2 separate regions of the Bombyx mori genome follow, and region 2 is linked to region 1. Evidence: chromatin contacts called from public Hi-C data. All regions are on one chromosome and are shown on one strand. The core of a region is the stretch at or near the end of the contact, and the rest is flanking DNA. Distances in the headings are between cores, read along the strand shown. Region 1 overlaps EcR (ecdysone receptor). Region 2 overlaps EcR (ecdysone receptor).

Evidence for each region. Hi-C and Micro-C count contacts between places; a contact is called where the count stands out from the background.
Region 2: a contact with region 1 is called in a Hi-C map of midgut, with 2.6 times the contacts expected there. The contact joins two enhancer-like sites. A contact is called at or near these places in 3 of 7 Hi-C or Micro-C datasets (midgut and whole pupa).

Annotation. Positions count from the first base shown.
Region 1 is chr10:6,253,139-6,259,705 of ASM3026992v2, reverse strand. The region is part of intron 3 of EcR (ecdysone receptor); the gene reads right to left. Among protein-coding and RNA genes, the nearest start is that of LOC105842224, 43 kb to the left of the region's middle. Within about 2 kb of position 2,840, at least 3 of the 8 cell types and tissues checked have open chromatin away from gene starts, as enhancers often do.
Region 2 is chr10:6,340,720-6,347,286 of ASM3026992v2, reverse strand. EcR (ecdysone receptor) reads right to left here. Exons shown (of 9, transcript NM_001173377.1): 9 at 5,251-5,981. The coding sequence ends at 5,923. Among protein-coding and RNA genes, the nearest start is that of LOC134199492, 6.2 kb to the right of the region's middle. Within about 2 kb of position 3,661, at least 7 of the 8 cell types and tissues checked have open chromatin away from gene starts, as enhancers often do.

The DNA.
Region 1 (6,567 bases), core at 1,591-4,090:
ACGCCGGAAGACATAGAGGCCACATGACGAGGTTAAACTATTATTGTTTCCCAAATTATGAATTTTTTACAGAGACGTTGATCAGATATAAAAACTTTTTATGCGTTTTGTATGGCAAAGACAGTTATAGCTGCTTTCGTTTGTACAAGAATTTAAAATGTGTTTTCTTAATTATAATACACAAATCGAAAAACGTCGCGAAATCAACGGCCTCAAGCTAGAAATTTCTTCTGTGTTATTGACGAGGAAAACAAATACAAGACATGATAAAAATACACACAAAATTCAAGAATTCAAAATCAGAAACGAAGACATTGACACTAACTGTTACTTCGAATATGTACCAATAAGATTAGATACCCTAAGCTGATGTGGCAATCAAACAATTAATACAGTTTTGTATTATTATTTTTATGAGGCCTCAAGCTAGAAATTTCTTCTGTGTTATTGACAAGGAAAACAAATACAAAACATGATAAAAATACACACAAAATTCAAGAATACAAAATCAGAAATGAAGACATTGACACTAACCGTTACTTCGAATATGTACCAATAAGATTAGATACCCTAAGCTGATGTAGCAATCAAACAATTAATACAGTTTTGTATTATATTTTTTAAGAATAAATAACACGAGTCAAATATAAAACTCACCACGGAACTAACAAACTGTCCCAAAATATAGGTACCTTCAAATAAGAATTGAAACAACTCATAACTTTAGCCTGGTACTATGTATGTATATCTATGCTACCTTTTATTTTATAGGTCTGTGTCGAAAAGAAAGTATGTAATAAAAAATAAGTTACTTAAGCATGTAGGATTTATTATTATTTTTTCCAGCACACCGTATTTATTTTATTTATAACCGAACACAACAAGCACATTATATTGATGTTAAATATTTACTACTCAAGTGTATTTTATGTTTATAATGGCCTTTTGAAATGTGGCTATAAAGTAGCAATGGATATTAAGTTTACATGTATTGTTCTAAGCGATGTTATAAAATGTCGACTCTCTTATTGCGTGTTTATGATAATATACTAGTCATATAATATGTTGCTTCTGTTAATCTAATATACCAGAATTAATATCTTTGTGTTAGTTTTTTAATTGTCTATACGTTAGAATATGATTTATTGAATTGAAGACTTTGATGCAGTTTTTGTTGACTTTTATTCTGTTGTTAATTACAGTACAGGGGGTATATCTCGACGCTTGAAAGGCAAACATGATTAAACGACAATGCGTGAACTTTACAGTAGACTAATTTAAAGTTGAAATACCTGTAAACAAAATTTATTTTAACGAATCTAGTAGTAGTAGAATCTAGCTAGTAGCTGTAGGATTGAAATTATTTTAATAGACCTAGAAATATATATTTTTTGCGCATTGAATATGGTTATTGCCTATCATTTATGTACAAAGCAGTTATTGTCGCTTAGTCACTTTTGCCTTTCAAGCGTCGATATGTATATTTCAAACATTAAGTTTTGAATGCAAGTTTATTCTCTTATTTTTTTCAACAGATGAATCGTAATGAATACATTGGAATGGAACTTCGGTTCAATGTTCCTATGAAGAGACTGAACCTATATCTAAACGATAAAGCGCCAAATATACCTATTATAGAATATTAGGCCGTGAATAAATGAGATAGAACGCTTACGTAGTTTTAATTTCTGCGTTGTATGAATTTCACACGTGTTTGTTTTTTGTTGTTTTCCGATCAAATAAAATTGTATTTAAATTAACGAAAGTAAAATAATTCCTGACGTATCTTAGTTAAGCAACTGTGAAATATATGAGTTGAGGTTTCCGATAATACAATCTTTACAATACAAATTTGTTCATGTATTTTTGATTGTTCAACTCTAGCACCATATAATTTTTTAATTAACGAAATTCCTTATACTCTAATTGCTCAATTCATGGGCTCTAAAGACGATGTGCCATATAAATTGCGGCAATTCTGTTTAATTACAGATCGACAGATAGCGGTCGCCGCCCGCCGTGTAATTTATTTAAAGGACTGCCTTTTGCTAACGTCTTCGCTTGTAAGAATCTGACATTATTTAACTTTAAAATTTTACTAATATTATGTCTACCATTACCTTACATACCATTGTGTACCAAATGTATTGTGAATGTGTTTCATTTGGCTTCTTATTTTGCTTCTGTACTTTAATACTTTTTAATTGACTAAGAACTGGAATGTTTCGTAGTAGTACGCAAAATAAACTTGAGATATAGACAGGTCTAAATCCATGCAACAATGAGAAACTTGATTGTAACTCAATAATGATAGAAAACCCCAAAAAAAGGCATGAAAGCTAAAAAAGTAAAGAAAACATTTTGAAAACTTCATCTTCTTGAAGATATGTAACCACCGTGCACCGTATGCCGTTTTTTTTTTGTTCTGAGATCAGACGAGTAATATTTTTATTTTTTTATTGCCTTTGTAGGCAGACGGGCATACGGCCCACCTGATGGTGAGTGGTTACCGTCGCCCATGGACTTCAGCAATGCCAGGGGCAGAGCTAAGCCGCTGCCTACCGCTTAATACTCTAATCTCCATAGCAGCTCCGTAAGCTAATTTAAAATCCATCTCAAAGTTACATCCAAAAAGACGCAACGACAAGAATTGAATTCAAATTTGGTGACTAGAGAATTAACAAATTTTCTTGAGCCGACTTCAAACTTCATGTTTTTTTTTTAAATCGCACAATCACTATCTTTACATGGACATAAATACACCAATTTCTGTATGTACAGAGAAGAGTGACACGCGGACATTAATCACAATGTTCACATTGTCGCTGCATCGTACTGATGAGATCATTTTTGTTAACGATGAACCTGACGAGAATAGACCGTGAACAGACTGTGTACAACACGATCGAGATTTGTTTTACGTTCAGAGTTTGAAACCCGCTAAAATGGTTTCTCAACTCTAAAGTTGGTTTGAAAACATTGAATTGAGCAGTTTTTATCGAAATAATGACGTGGTCGTTCTTCAGTCACGAATAATTAAGATTCCTTCTCGCAAAGCTGTCCTATTAAAATAAACTAGAGGTCCCGCAGTAGTCGAAATTCGACTATAATTAATTGGAATTGTAAGTTTGTACACTATTATGATTGTATTTTATACTTCTATAATCACAAATTTCGCCAAGACTACACTATACAAAATATTAACAAAGACAAACAATATTTAATCTATTCTCAATTTGACAACAGACGTCAAGAACAAAAGTTTGACAATAAATAGTATGCATGCGTGTGTGCGTCAAATACATGGTATGTAGTGTGTGTAATGTTTTCTTTATTGATTTACTGTATATTTATGCATTATTTAAAAAAATATCAGCATTGTCCACTTCTTCTCTATATTCTGTATAAGTGTGGAAAATTTCATACTCCTCCGTCCGCGCAATTTTCGTAAAAAGGGATACAAAGTTTTTGCTTCACGTATTAATATATAGATAAAAACATATCCATATTTCGCTTTAAGCAATCCGATGATAGCTTTAAACGAATAGCTTTATTGATATGTATTGGTAGTGAACATTTGAAGCTAGTATTAGTATTGACGTGTTTTATTAATGTCAGATTAATCTTTGAGGGCGTTCACCTAATTTAAAGGCGTTGAAACATGTCTCCATATCGCTTGAAAAATAATAGTAATAAACCAAACTTAAACTCTGTTAGCTTTGTTAGTTAAAATGTATTTTAAGCTTCGCCTTTACTAAGAGTTTCATCTGGCGTTTATATAGCATTGTATACTCAAAATCGGAGGGAGCTAAATCGAGACTCGTAATGTAAAAACCCCTACCGATAATAAAAAAATTCAAAAGAACTGCAGTTTTATTTAGCATTTTCATATTTTCTTTCCTCTTGTCTCGTTTCATTAGAGGGCCGACAGTGTGTAAAGGCAGAGCAATGATGTTTTAGATCTCTGAACGTACGTAAGCACTTACAATTTTTTCTCTCTTCATTTAAATACAAGAAGACAGCTAGAGACGGACTGAGGTCGGTCATTTATAAATAGTTTATGCTAACAATAACTCATTCCCGAGGGTCATCAGACGACTAATTAGGCTAACCACGTTAACAGCAGAGTGAGCTCAATCAGCTTATTGTGAAAGGGATTATGTCTTCGGGAAAGTGAATGTTCTTATTTTATTTTTTATTTTACAAACTACCATTTATATTATTCTTCTAATGCAGATTTTAGAGAATCCTATCGAAAAATTCGATTTGAATTTTAAAATTTTCTTTAATTTCAACAAGTGAGTCTTTATAGTACTAAGCTGTGGTAATACTGCTGTTGCTGCTACTGCTCATTAATGTAAATAGAAGATAGAATTGCATTGTAATTACAAATGCTCTATCTACTCTATTAATGGCTTCGAGTCATAATGTTAGTGCAGCAGTAATCACCCGAGTGGGCTCACAACACATGACCACCGAAATTAGAACAATTAATTTGAACACTTTTAATGACTTTGCTAAATTTTACGCGAACCATTGTTTTCGATGCAAATCGATTAGTTACTGAACTGTCTGACCTCACCTGTATTTTCAAAATGCACTATTTACCCCTTCCAATGATATTTGAATGAAAATCGTTGATTCTGTTGTGTCGATGTGCAATAGTCGTATGAAGAACTTATTTCAGTTGCTCTTGTTCATCGGGGCAACGCTGTATAAATTGTAGGCATAGTATTGATTGAAAGCAAGATTGGAACAATGGTAATACGATTGTGTCGATCGATATTCCGGGTGTGTTTGACCGTGTCGCACAACGAGCTTGCTTTATGATTCTTACGACTGATATTTATCGTAAAGCAAGATTTGCTGAAAATTACATTGAAACATTTCATTACATACATAATAGAATATGGCAACAAAAACAGCGTGAATTACGTATCTCTTACTTGACCAACGAAAAATTCTATATGTACTTATGTTTAATTTTAGAATTTTGGTCGGTATATTTTTTTATGCCAATTTTGTAATATAAGATTAAAAAAAAATCAGTAGTGGTTGATCGATTGATCTCCGAATATTGATGCACTTCGAACAAAGCATTAGCAGCTTAAAATGAAGTTCCCAAAGGATTTTCGAAAATATTTTTTATATGTGTTGCCGCAGAATAGAATAGAAATCGGCCGCAAAGAATTATCATAATTAATATAAGTTGTGTATGAATATAAATTAAATATTCGAATATTATTCCACATCATGGGCTCATATGCTATTTATATGATGATGGGTGGACGAGCTCACAGCCCACTTGGTGTTAAGTGGTTACTGGAGCCCATATACATCTACAACGTAAATGCGCTACCCACCTTGAGATATAAGTTCTAAGGTCTCAAGTATAGTTACAACGGCTGCCCTACCCTTCAAACCGAAACGCATTATTGCTTCACGGCAGAAATAGGCAGGGTGGTGGTACCTACCCGCGCGGACTCACAAGAGTCCTACCACCAGTAATTACGCAAATTATAATTTTGCGGATTTGATTTTTATTAAACGATGTCATTCCTTCACCGTGGAAGTCAATCGTGAACATTTGTTGAGTACGTATTTCATTAGAAAAATTGGTACCCGCCTGCGGCATTCGATCACCGGTGCATCGCTTCAACACGAATGCACTGGACGTCTTATCTTTTAGGCCACGACGACTTCTGATAGTTGCTTTATTATAATCCCTGTCCCTGTTCTTAACTGGACTACAATTTATAGCGTATTATAATTTACAAGCTAGTCCACTGTTCTTTCTATTTCTAAATTCTGGACTAATATCTAAATTCATAACTTAAAGGACTGTTTTTGCTAAACTTCAACTTCAAAGTATGACGTCATATGTGGCTAGCCCCAAATGACTTTATACGCTACGAAGTAACGTACCGTCGTATTTTATAACAATATCAGTTTAAATGAAAATTCTTAGATCACCTATTTAAACTGTGATCTTTAGGGAGAGAGAGAGAGTTAGGATAAGATTGACAATGAGCAATGAGGTTACGACATGTAACTCAATAAAAAATCACAGTACAATAACAATTTTTTTTTAAATTCAAACAAGAACAACACGTTCTGTGTCGTAACGATGGCTACGCATTGGATTAACCATCGACCGTGAAGTTTAATGACCCAACGAAAAATCTAACTTCTTGCCATGAGATAATATCGATTAATATTTTTTTTTTTTTTTTGGAGTATTCGCTATTAAAAATATTATTCAATGCACACTTCAATGTTAAGGTTGGAGCGGTTTACACAAGTAACTAACTGTATGTAGATGTTTATCGTTACGAAGCCGTACGTAATGTTACGCTAAATCTAAAACGGTTTCATTTTAATCTTGAGTTCATTAGTAACTTTGAAATTTTGTATGCACCATGCAATATAAATAAATGGAAATTAAATTAGTTAAATCTTCCACACCATTGGACATAATGTACCAATTGATTCAGTCATCTTGTTTTTACCAACATACCCCTCACCACCGGAGTAGAGTTCATCCATATTACCTAGAACGGCTATGTT
Region 2 (6,567 bases), core at 2,412-4,911, 87 kb before region 1:
CCTGGCCCCCGCTCGACGGCGGCGGGATTGTGCGTCTCTCACGCGCCCCGCCGCCTCCTTCTGCGAGATGGTGCACTCGCAGAAGTTGTCTGCGTGGGTAGGTACCACCTCCCTATTTCTAACGCGAAACAGTTACGCCTTCTGGTTTGAAGAGCGGGATAGCCTTTATACAAATGAGACTTAGACTTTAGCCTCAAAGTGTGTGGCGGTATTCATATTGTGTTGATTACGATAACAATTTAAATGCAGATCGGCCTTAAGCTAAACGAACAAACACACAATGCATTCGGAGTAACGATAAAGCCATTTTATTGCTTTGTCAAAATTAACGCTAATCTAGGTTTACTGGTGGTCTGGAGGCCTTTCCCGCTTAACCAGGACAGGTGGGCGAGCAGAGGCTTAGCCCGGTGGGGTGGGATTGGCTAACAGGTGCCCGAGCGCGTCCGAAGAAGACCTAACTCGAGAGCAGCTGCTTCGCGGATGAATCTACTACCGGATCGGAATCGCGACCCGCTGAGAAGATCCGCCGAGAAACTCAGCGGACTGATGCATAGGTAAGGTTGCACGTCGAACTCTTTGTCGAGTTTGACAAGTACGGTTAACGGGGTCCCTTAGCTGGCTGCTACTGTTAGACCTGAAGGCGTTTAATGTAAGGGGTGTTGGGTCTGATAGATCCGTAAGGATGTGTCCAGGGCAAATGCTAATCATTCCGAGGCGCATGCTTAACCGATTAAAATATTTTATTTACGTAATCTAAATAATAAAACAACGGTCGAATTGTTAAATATTGTTGGGATTAAAGCTATATGAGATTCAATATGATTTCATAGTTTACTCGATTACAAAAAATCATCCTTTGTAACCTTGGCTTTTTGAATAAGCTATGCACAAAAAAACAAGTTATGATTTACGATAGAACATTTTCCCTCGCACAATTTGTTTTTTGTATCCGGCTCGAAGTGCAAGTATTATATTCGTGAATCCGTCTTATGGAATTTCAACAAAGAAGTCTAACAATCACGTTATGTTTTAGTCAAAATCCCGGAGCCCCTAATTACGTTCTCTCATCAAAGCAATACAATAATTGTGTTCTTGATAAATATGATACGTCCGTTGTTAAGAACTAATTCAGCAATACCGTGCACACTTTACGGTTTTGAAAACGTAACATAAATGTTTTTTTAAACATATGCTGATAGCCTTGAGAGGCTATTTCAGCCTCCCTAACGTGTAGGTGAGCTCACGGAGCTCAAACCGGAAATGTCGCTAACGATGGCCCTTTGGCCACTGGCGGAAGTGTTGCTAACACTGGAACTTTAGCAAGAGCAATGTTTGCAGAATCTACCACCGGATCGGAAACGCGTACCCACTGAGAAGATCCGGCGAGAAACTCAGTGGGCTATGTCTATGGGTTAATTTACTCGTCGAGCCCTTCGTCGCAAGCGACGGGTTCGGCGAGGACGGTGACCGGTGCTTGAGGTACCTAAAAACATCGGTAATGGATCAAGAGGATCCATAATGACGTGTTTAGGGCAACGTTAACGTAAGAGATTTGATCCACGCTTCGGTTTTTTTTCTTTTTTTCACAGTATGCTTAAAGTTCGATCAAAAGCCTTTTAAGTTAAGCAAACCGAAATCCAAGGTTTTTTTGAGAATTCGGTTATTGCCAAAATATCTTAACACAATGTTACGGCCAGAACATAGATAGCGCTGTACGGCACCTCTCAACTAATTATGCAAAACTGATGCAAGCGGTGTTTAGACATAAAGGACACAGGCTACGGAGATGACATCACGTATCCTAAAAGATTCAAGTATCTGACATTTACGTGGGAAGATAGATAGATTCTTTAGTTATAATTTGCGTGTTATTTTTACAGTTTTAGGTTGTTCACACTGGCACACTAGATCTGTTTAAAAAAAGGATGAACGTCAACGTCAGTTATTAGTTGTCATTACCACGTTACGAGTGGTGTTTTCGAATATTTTGGTTTTAAAATCCACTAGTTTTCGCCCTGCAATCCCACATTATGATGTAGGGTTGCATGGTTGCTATGCAGGGTTGACTCAGTCACTCATAGGCCGCGACGTGAATGCCGTCATTCAAACTCCGTTTCAATTAGGATCGCGCGCTGTTTCGTGCAGAAATGGGCAAGATGATATTTACTGGTGGTAAGACCTTTCGCGAGTCCGCACGGGTAGGTACCACCACCCTGCCTATTTCTGCCGTGAAGCAGTATTGCGATTCGATTTGAAGGATGGGGTAGCCGTTGTAACTATACTGAGACCTTAGAACTCATATCTCAGGTGGGTGGCGGCATTCACGTTGTAGATGTCTATAGGCTCCGGTAACCCCTTAACACCAGGTGGGCTGTGAGCTCACGCACCTATATGTATATGCAATTAAAAAATGTATAAAAAGGTTATTGAAAAAATAAATAAAAGACAAGCTTTTTTTTTTATAATTTTATCTTGAGGTGTAAGTTTATTCGCATAACAATATTTCATACAAATTTCCTCGTTTTTGTACCCACCTTCTTAGTTTTGTCTCTCTGGTTATTATTATTTTATAAAAGTTGACTCTATAAAGTTTTTAAACGTATCGTCATGTCTATATCCCTATAACTAATTCGCTTCACCGCTGTCGTTAAACATAACACAGACAATAATCAATGCAAAACAAATACATTAGGAGGGAAACAAGTTTATGTCGCGTTTAAATAAAATAACATAATATAAATCAAGTGTACACGGAATGGTCACTTGTGTAGGAAGCGGCTATCCACTAACAGAGATTGCACACATAGCACTGGTATCAATATTCTAGCCAAACCGCGGGGCTGCCAGTTACACCTTATAAGAAAATTCGTTACTAAATAACAACTAAATCACTTTAAAATCAATTCAAAATGTACATTATTCGTCTTATGTAAACAAATCTAATCTGCTACAAAAAAAAAATAGTTTAAATACAAAGTTCGCTTAGTTTAGTCTTTCTATTATAAAATTATTCCCTTAAGTATTTAAAAAAAAAAAAAACACAATATTGAGAGTGAATACGTCACATCGCAACTCACTTGTGATTTCGAATTATTATATTATTATGCATCTCGTGTACATTCAACGAACGAACACTAGTATATTGCGTTGACACATTAAAACTAAAAATTGACTGTACAATTAATATGTAAATATTTGTACATATTGCACTCTGAAATAACAAAAAAAAAAATATTAAGAAATATTTGTCGAAACGAAGAATACATACGCAGAACGAATTGTCTCAATAAAATACGAAATTAGAGAAAACAGCAATCACAATGTTCGCAGCTCGTACACTATTCTAAGTCCCTATGGCTTACAAAGCTTACAAAAGATAAATACAGAGGTCATTTACAAAAAAAAAAAATATACCCAAATAATATAAAAATAACAACAGCCATCTGTACTTCTTAGATGAATAAAACTAAAGGTACATATGTCAAACATATGACAATAGGATCTATAGGTCTCTATGTACAAGTTAATGGACAAGCGGTAGACTCCCGACCGGTCCACCTCAAACAAAACTCTCGAAGGCATCCAACCGGCAACGCCGGCTCCGCACCGTCCATTCCGACTGTAGTCAACTGTACTCGACTGTACTGCACTGTACTCCACACTGTATTCGACTGTACTTCACTGTACTCAACTACGCGCACGTGGTCGCTTGCGTGTGCCGTCTCTCCGTCGTCACAATCAGACACACAACTATCATATTCTCTCATTATCAGCTAAGACACGAATTAATTTTATGGTAGTTATTATTATTTTCTCGTTCGAGATTATTAAATACTAACAGTTTATTTATTACGTTGTCGATGATTATAACGTCGACAAACACGATCGCTCGTGCACCGACGGAAGCCGGATCCTATGAAGCTATTCATGAGACCTACGCGACGAACGACGTATAACATTTATTACTTATCGTATGGCAGTTATATTTGTCGAAGGCGAAATGCGAACGCGGAGCGAATCCTAACGTTGTCCACGATCGCACCGCACTAATAAGGCAACGTATCGTAGCTAATATTTCCATGATCGATTAACATCTAAAGACTACAATCGCGACGTATGAAAGATTCATCGACTTTAGATAAAAACTGTGAATTTATGATCACGCATACGAGATCGCACCGTGTATATTATACGTTTGTAATGGCAGTGTGTGTTATCGATGCGCCTCTGAAACCGTGGAGGCTTAAGACACTCCAGTGATAATTTGTGCTATGTACGACTAATGCTAAGTTAAATCGAAGAGTTATCTCTAAGCGAACTAGCACGGTCCTCGGTGCAGGTTCGATCGTGACGCGCTTGTATATATTTACATACAGGATAATTCTCCCGAAACGGAGACCGCTATTCATTTGATAATAATGTCTCATGTTTAGTGAGCCCTCAATGGAACGCGTACAGAATCCATTGCGGTTTTTGTTCCATGATTTTTACGTGATTCGTACTGCGGTCACTCGCACGCATTGCGGGCTCAAGCACCAAACGATTGTTTTCCTCCTTAAGTTAAGGTAATAAATATATTTTGTAGCTTTCGACTTCGGGAGCTCACATCCTGTACAGAAATGAATTTCATAAACAACAATCACACAAATTACGGTACGCTAAACACATTGAACACGCCAAACAGACACTTATTATTAGCATATTTATCGCGAAGTTTACAGATGACGAGATATTAGCGTGAATACGGAGCGAGAAAACGATATGGTGTGACAATAAATTACAATTATGTAATGTTAGAGGGAGACAGAAGGCTTCGAGACGGACACTGAGTACTGAGTGACTCATATAGTGCTCTAAACGAGTTCAGATTACGAACTCAATACGTGCTTATCACGATTACCGGTAAATGAGATCGATTAAATTTAGATTTTATTTACTATATTTCCATTCATCAACAGCGTAGACACAATTAGCTGATCCTAAAACAACTGTATTTTAGCGTCGTTACGGTACAGTTTCGTTTGTGATTATTTCAGTTAAATAAGTTGTTTTGTGTTTGTCTTGATTTGGTATATACGAAATCTGAGGGTAGTTTGTTTAGAATCGTTTGTAACACTTTTAAATCGCGTTAGATTTTTTCCCAAAAATGTATCAAAAAATATTTAGTAATATTAGGTAAATAAGTCATTGGCGTCACGCCAATGTAGATTTGTTAGACACGATGTTTTTAATCTTGTTCTTTTGTTTTTATTTGATTAACTTTTTTAGATTGGCAAACGAGCTCACGGCCCTTCTTGAGACATGAGGTTGAAGTCTCAAATTTGTACTGTAATATTGGTTGTCCACTTTTCGAACCGCGGCGAGCTGACAAAGAGATTTGCCAATGATGCTTTTATTGAAAATATATTGACTGGTACTTAGTACAAATCAAATTAAACCTTATGTGAATGTCACAAGTCAGATAGTTCATTAACAAAACTAATGAAGACATCTAGATGCCGGGCAACGTTGCTTGCGTGTCATCTACCACTCTCGACTAAGTTTGTTCCCACAGTAAGCTCGCCCGAACTTTGCTATTAGAACGAAAACATCATATAGATAAATTAGCTGCTTTTGTACTTTTAATGTTTAACCTAAACGAATACAGATGGCGCGACGTCTATATACATATCTAATATCCAATCTAGTTGCCATCGAACACGCTAACAACGTTGCAAACATAATATAAAAAAGATTATTTATTGAAGATTTATATAATGAAGAAATTATTGAGGACACCGCGATGTATCTAAACATTTATTAATCAATATCTGTCTTCATATGCGTGTGAATATAATCAGGTCGTACTGTGGCCCAGTCACCGATGACAACTCATTTATATTGTACTCAAAGAAATTTATCATAAACCTTATCCAGTTTTAGTTACACGTGAATTTTCATTTCGCACATTCTCATCATGAAATTAGATACAGCGTGTTCTAAATCACAGTAACGATAATTTTTTTTTAATCTGAGTAGCGAGCACAGGACGAATGAACGCGAATCGAAATTAAAATTGACGGGACACGATAACACCTCACACATAAACTATATATAAACAAACATATTCCAAAACCATCGCACTATTAGCGTCGACCGCACGCTTTTGCTGAGAGCACGCGGCCGACACTGCGATCCACTCCTCGCCACATCACTTACAAAAGGTCTACACCCGACTCTTCATTAATTTGGTAAATAAAAATAACTATCAACTTTACATCACTCATTCCATCCAATAGAAACATCTCTTCATATATTATTATTTTATTCTCTATGTAACTCTTATACGTCCGCCTTATTGAGACCATGAGAAGTCCGGAGCGGCCTAACTGCTTTGAACCTGTGTTAACTGTTAATATATTAATTACTTCAGTTTCCTCTGTGATAAAATAAACCGTCGTATCTTAGTTAGGCTTCCGGTTCTTGGGGCCTCAATTTAGAGACGTACTTATAGAAAGTAGTCTTATCGTGGTCGCAAGGGCGCGACCGACGCAGCATCCGGTCAGAAACGAAACAAGTACGGGGCCG